2 separate regions of the Mus musculus genome follow, and region 1 is linked to region 2. A link is a contact called in public HiChIP or PLAC-seq data. All regions are on one chromosome and are shown on one strand. Each heading gives the region's core, a stretch centred on a gene start, on an enhancer-like site or on the middle of the called end of the contact. The rest is flanking DNA. Distances are from core to core; before and after follow the strand shown.

Region 1 (2,700 bases), core at 197-2,696, 120 kb before region 2:
ACCCCGGAAGAAAACAATGGAGCAGTGGCCACTCTCTGAGAGCAAGGAATCAAGGGGTCCCTTGGACCCAGAATGAAGTGATCCTCTAGAATGACTCCTGGACTTTCTGACTTTGTAGCACAACAGGACACAAACATGGGCTGTCACTTAGATATTTGCCAAACTTGGAAAATTATATAATCTCTCTGTACCTCCTCTCCACACTACCTGGCTGGTTTTCTCTCTCTCTCTGCCTCTCTGCCTCTGTCTCTGTCTCTCTGTCTCTCTGTCTCTCTCTCTCTCTCTCTCTCTCTCTCTCTCTCTTTCTTCTTTTATTTTTTTTATTTTTACAATACTGATGTCTAAGGATTCAAACTCAAGTCTTCATACCTGCAGGGCAAGCATTTTACTAGCTGAGCTATCAGGGTGGTCCTCCTACATGCAACCTCCAAAGTTCTTGGGTTATAAGCAACGTATGTCACCATTTTTTTTTCTTAGCTCAGGTCCATTTTATAGATGAGAAAATAGAGGGTTAGAGTACCCAGTGAGGCCCAGCCCAATTTTCTCAAATGAAGAATACATCATCAGCAAAGCCACAGCAGTTGGCCTTGGGATTTGCACTATATAACAGGGCCATCAGCCTACCAGTCTCACCTCATCACAGCCTGAGCACCGGGGCCGCACACTCTCACAGTAGTGGCGGCCACACCAGGGTGCACCATCCTTCCAGAAGTAGATGAGGTCCACCAGTGGCTCTGAGCACTTGATACACTGAAAGCACGTGGGGTGCCACTGTTTGCTGTATCCAGCCCTGTCAGCGTAGACCACAGGGCTGTCAACTGGGGCTGCTCCCTTGCAGAGCTCACAGACCTGGAAGGGATATGAGAGAGAGAGAGAGAGGGGCAATGTGATGTGGGTTTAAAAATTCCAGTCCCACCTTTTCTACTTTCTGTATAGTGCTGGGCAAGTTAAAAGACCTCTCTGCTCCTTGGTTTGGCTACCTGTAAAGCGGGATAAACGTGTTGTCTGTCTTGTGAGGACTAAATATAGTAGCATCTCTGTCCCCGAGATTCTCAACTTCACTAGTCTCCTCACTGTTTAGGTACTCATGGTTACCAGGAGCTCTACAACGTTTTTGTTGATGTGAAAAACAGGAATTGATAGTCCACCTTAGGAGAAATGAAAACTATAGATGTTTAAATTACTGACCCCCTCATAATCATAGGCATAAGCTTATATGGTGTGTTAACAGATGTGCTTTGTGCCCGAAAACAACTGTATTTTCTAAAACAGACAAACAAAAATTAGTGAGAAGAACAATCCAAAATACTCGATTTCAAACTATACAGTTTGAAAATCTTTTAAATGACTCACTTAGGCCAGCTGGAGTCTCTTAACCATTGGTCTGTCTGTATTTTGCCTGGTGCCAATTTGGGTGAAATCTGTGGAGGAACTCTGGCCTCCAGCTGATAAGTTGAACTAGGAAGGGAGGAGTATTTTAATAGCCGGCCAAGAAAACAGGATATGCGTCTTTGACTCTACATCAAAATCCAACCAGCGTCAGTTTCGCAGAAGTTAGTCAGGGACCTGAGATGGTTTAATGGGTAAGGGTGCTTGTGCCAAGGCTGATGACCTGTGTTTGACCCCTGCAGCCTACACAGTGGACAGAAAGAACTGAGTCTAGCAAATTGTCCCCTGAACTCCACATGTGTGCTGCGGTACTTGTGTGTCCCCTTAAGAAAATATAAACAAATCCTGTCCGCATACAGTACTAAGCCATAGGAATCCTTCCTTTTGCCTAATTTAAATAGATTTCTTGCCCTGTATTGTCTTCTGATCAGTTTTTTATTCTTGAATCATTTAAGATTTATAGGGGAAAAAAGGGAATCCACACACACCATGTACCATTTTCTCTGTTCTTAATGACTTGTATTTGCCCATGAGCCAGTAGTAGTAAGTCACCGAGGGACCTCATTCAGGTATCCTCAGAAGTCACGTGATCCTCCTTCCTCTATTTTGGTACACACCCAGGTCCCCATCCTTAGTCCTCTGCTTTTGTGGGCTCCTCTTTGAGGGAATGGGTTTCTGGGAGTCCCAGACAGTTTGGGGTAGTCATGGTCACATACTTGGTAAAATGTATGCCAGTTAGAATCTTCCTGATGTCACCATTATGGGCTAAGACTGAGATGGGGACTCCAGAGGTCATCACTGTTTTCCTTACCTGCTACCAGGGGCATTTGCTGTCATTATGTCTCCTAAGGAAGATTGTTGACCAAGGTCAACATCCTTGACCTTGAACCCCATTTACACTTGGTTGTCAGGCTTATCACAATGAAGATTTCTTTCTTTTTTCTCTTTCCCAGAAGCTTAGTCCTTGCCCTCTTCTAAAGAGCCTGCTATTCTTCCAGGGTTCAAGTAGCTACATACAATATATGGAATCTTTATGAGACCTTGACCTCACAGGTATTTTCAGAACCACTGGTTGACAAATCTCCTGGATTTATGAGTGTTACACAGCTTTCTTCTTATGTAGCCATTCATCTATCCATCAACCTATCTATCTGTCTATTTTTCCACTCACCCACCTACCCACAAAACTACGCATCCATTTACCCACCTATCTGTCCACTCATATATCAATCTATACACCTATCTATCTATTCACCAATCCACCTATTTCTCCATCCATCCATCCATCCACCCACCCATCCATCCATCCAT
Region 2 (2,700 bases), core at 67-2,566:
AAAAAAAGCAGGAATGATTCAGAGAATTGAGTTCTTGAAAGTCTGGGCATAGATATCTTCTGAAAATGACACTGAAGATGTAGGTGCCTGGCCTCTGTCCCCTGATGATCTGATTGAGCCGATTTAGAACTAGGCCCAGGAACCTGCTTTTGTATTAGTCACCTCAGGCTAGGGGTCAGGAGGACATATTTTGATACCTATGGCATTGGATATTAAACTTTCCAAGAACAAAGGACACCTTGCCAGACTAGAGCAGTGACTTCTGGCTAGAGGAACCCCAGTGACTGGCATGTCTATACCTAGACTGTCAATTCTATAGGCAGAGGACGCAGAAGATGTGGCTTAAGGGGGGGGAGTGGTTTATCAGCTGGTAGTTTAACCAGTCATCTGTGCTGGGGAAGTCAGGGTAGCTTTGATTTTCTTCATGAGATGTAGTATTACCTGAAATGAGAGCGCATGGGCAGACAGCATGACTCAGCTTGAAGCTGCAGATTCAATTCCAAGCACTGTGAAAAATAGGTTAAGAGCAGTTAAGAGCAATGAATAGTAAGCAAGATGGTGTTCTATACTTGTGTGCAGAAGGGAAGTACTGCACATGTGGGTTTACTGCAGTAGAAAGTGAAAGTAATGTTCACCGAGCACCTACTGTATATCGGATCATATTAATTTCATTCCTTAGCTGTTAAATGCTCACATTGACCCTGTGATGTATACAAGATGGGTTTATTAAAAGATGATATATATATCATATATATCATATATATATATATACATATATATATGAATTTACACATATGAGTATTTTACCTACATGTATAAACTTGCATCATGTATATGCAGTACTCCATTGAGACCAGAAGAGGGCATCAAATACCCTGGAACTAGAGTTAAAGACTGCTGGGAACTGCCAGTGGGTGCTGGGAGCTGAACCTGGGCTCTCTCAAGGGCATCCAACGCTGGTGAAGGTAAGTAAACTGAACAGAAAGGTACCGACTTCCTGTTTCTTTGTCAGAATGACTTAATGTCTCTTCAGGTACCAGTGCCTACAAGGTTACATACTATGAGAGCACAAGTATAATACAGTCCTCCCCCTACATCTTACGATGGCTCTCTCTCCCATTGGGCAATGCCCTGGTAATATGGGATCCAAGCGTTGCACTTTCCCAGCGTAACACTCCCCCTGGAGCCAGGCCAGTGCAGCTCCCAGATGACAAACTGTTTGCTCTGTGTCTCTGGTATGCGCCTGGTGTAATATTTACCAACTGGTCGGCTCTGTGGACAGAGCAAGCCCTGAGACTGTCTGTGTTTGCTCCACTGTGCTTCCTGGCTGGGACCATTTCCATGGTAACAGCCCTTCCTGTCAGCCGGCTTGAAGGAAGGCACAAAGGACCACACTGTTGGGAATTGCTGCCTGTGGGCCCATGGGCTTCAGTTTTTCTCTTGGCTCTTTAACAAGAGGAGCAAAGCCTTCTCCTGAGCACTTCCTCTTTACTTTCCTGTGCCCTGAAAGTGATCTTTCTGGCTTTGTGTTTTACATCCTGCAGGAAGGCTAGGTTCTGTGATTAACTGGTGGTGAGGAGGGCGGGGGTAGGGGGTAGAGAAGTAGGGATGAGCCACAGAGGGATGTAATGGGATCCCGTGGTTTGGTTTTGTTGGATTTTGTTCACTGTGCAGCAATGCAAGTTTGACCTGCTGGATGTTTTTCTCTTCTGAAGAGCTCACTCACCTTCCTGCCCTGTTTCTGATTTAGAAAGTTCCACTGGCTTGAAATATCCTTCCTTAACCCCAGCTCCCTCTTCCTAAACCCTCCTCTGGGCAGAAAGTCTGGTGTCTCTCTTATCCCAGGCTAAGCCTTCATCCCTTTATGGTCTCACTGGATGCTCCCCCAACCCCTGCCACCAATAGGCCCAGTGTGGCCTGTGGAGACCAAATACCAGCCATCAACTGGTAGCCACTTTCACATAGTAAAAACAAACAGGTGACATTAATTTTAACAGTATATTTTATTGAGCTAAATATATCCCAAATATTATCATCTCTACAGGCAAACAATATAAAAATATTTAACTTTCTCTCTTCCCACTGAGTCTCCAAAATCTGGAAGGCGTTTTACACTTGGCACACATCTTGGTCTAGACTAGCCACATCGCCTAATGGCTCCTGGCACTGGGGCTAGCCTGCCCTTCAATACCTTTCTAACCTCTCCTGATGTCGCAGTTTCCCAGAGCACTAGGATCCCCAAATCCTGTGGGATTTCCATATCCCTGTGCCCAGGTCTCAGCTGTCACCATTCTGGTTGCTCGGCAGTCATTTCTCTAAGTGGCCTTGAATTAATCTTTTAAATGCCATGATGTGACTTTTCATGTCACTTCTCCTGGACTCTCTTCTGCACTCCGCCAGCTATCTCTGGGATGGAGCTCAAGTCTGTATCATAAGGTCTTCTCTGTTACAGGAGCAGGGTCAGAACAAGCATTGGCCTCACATCCTGGCCATTTTGGGGTCTCCCCAAGAGTGTTTGCCTGCACGAGTGAGGATACTAGAGGTAGGATCCTGCTGTCACTTTACACCACTGCTGTTCTTCCTCTCCCTGCACCTCAGTGGGCAAGTGTGGCCCTAGCTAGACATTCCATGTCTTTCCGTGTTTTCTTTGTACCCTCATTTTTGCTTACTTCCTGGATCAGACAAAACACACAGAACATA

Evidence for each region. HiChIP or PLAC-seq counts read pairs in DNA pulled down with a chosen protein or histone mark.
Region 1: a contact with region 2 is called in an H3K27ac HiChIP or PLAC-seq map of heart atrium, with 9 read pairs. The contact joins the enhancer-like site here to the promoter of 1700054K19Rik in region 2. A contact is called at or near these places in 4 of 484 Hi-C or Micro-C datasets (liver, uterus and ventricular fibroblasts), 8 of 115 datasets of contacts at active chromatin or transcription factors (T-cell acute lymphoblastic leukemia, cardiomyocytes, embryonic fibroblasts and 3 more) and 1 of 9 other capture datasets (embryonic stem cells).

What each region holds. Positions count from the first base shown.
Region 1 is chr6:112,326,812-112,329,511 of GRCm38.p6, reverse strand. Lmcd1 (LIM and cysteine-rich domains 1) reads right to left here. Exons shown (of 6, transcript NM_144799.2): 5 at 634-849. Among named protein-coding and RNA genes, the nearest start is that of 5031434C07Rik, 38 kb to the right of the region's middle. Within about 2 kb of position 1,446, at least 7 of the 459 cell types and tissues checked have an H3K27ac peak or open chromatin away from gene starts, as enhancers often do.
Region 2 is chr6:112,209,324-112,212,023 of GRCm38.p6, reverse strand. 1700054K19Rik (RIKEN cDNA 1700054K19 gene) reads right to left here and starts at 1,316. Exons shown (of 3, transcript NR_027865.1): 1 at 1,260-1,316; 2 at 442-506.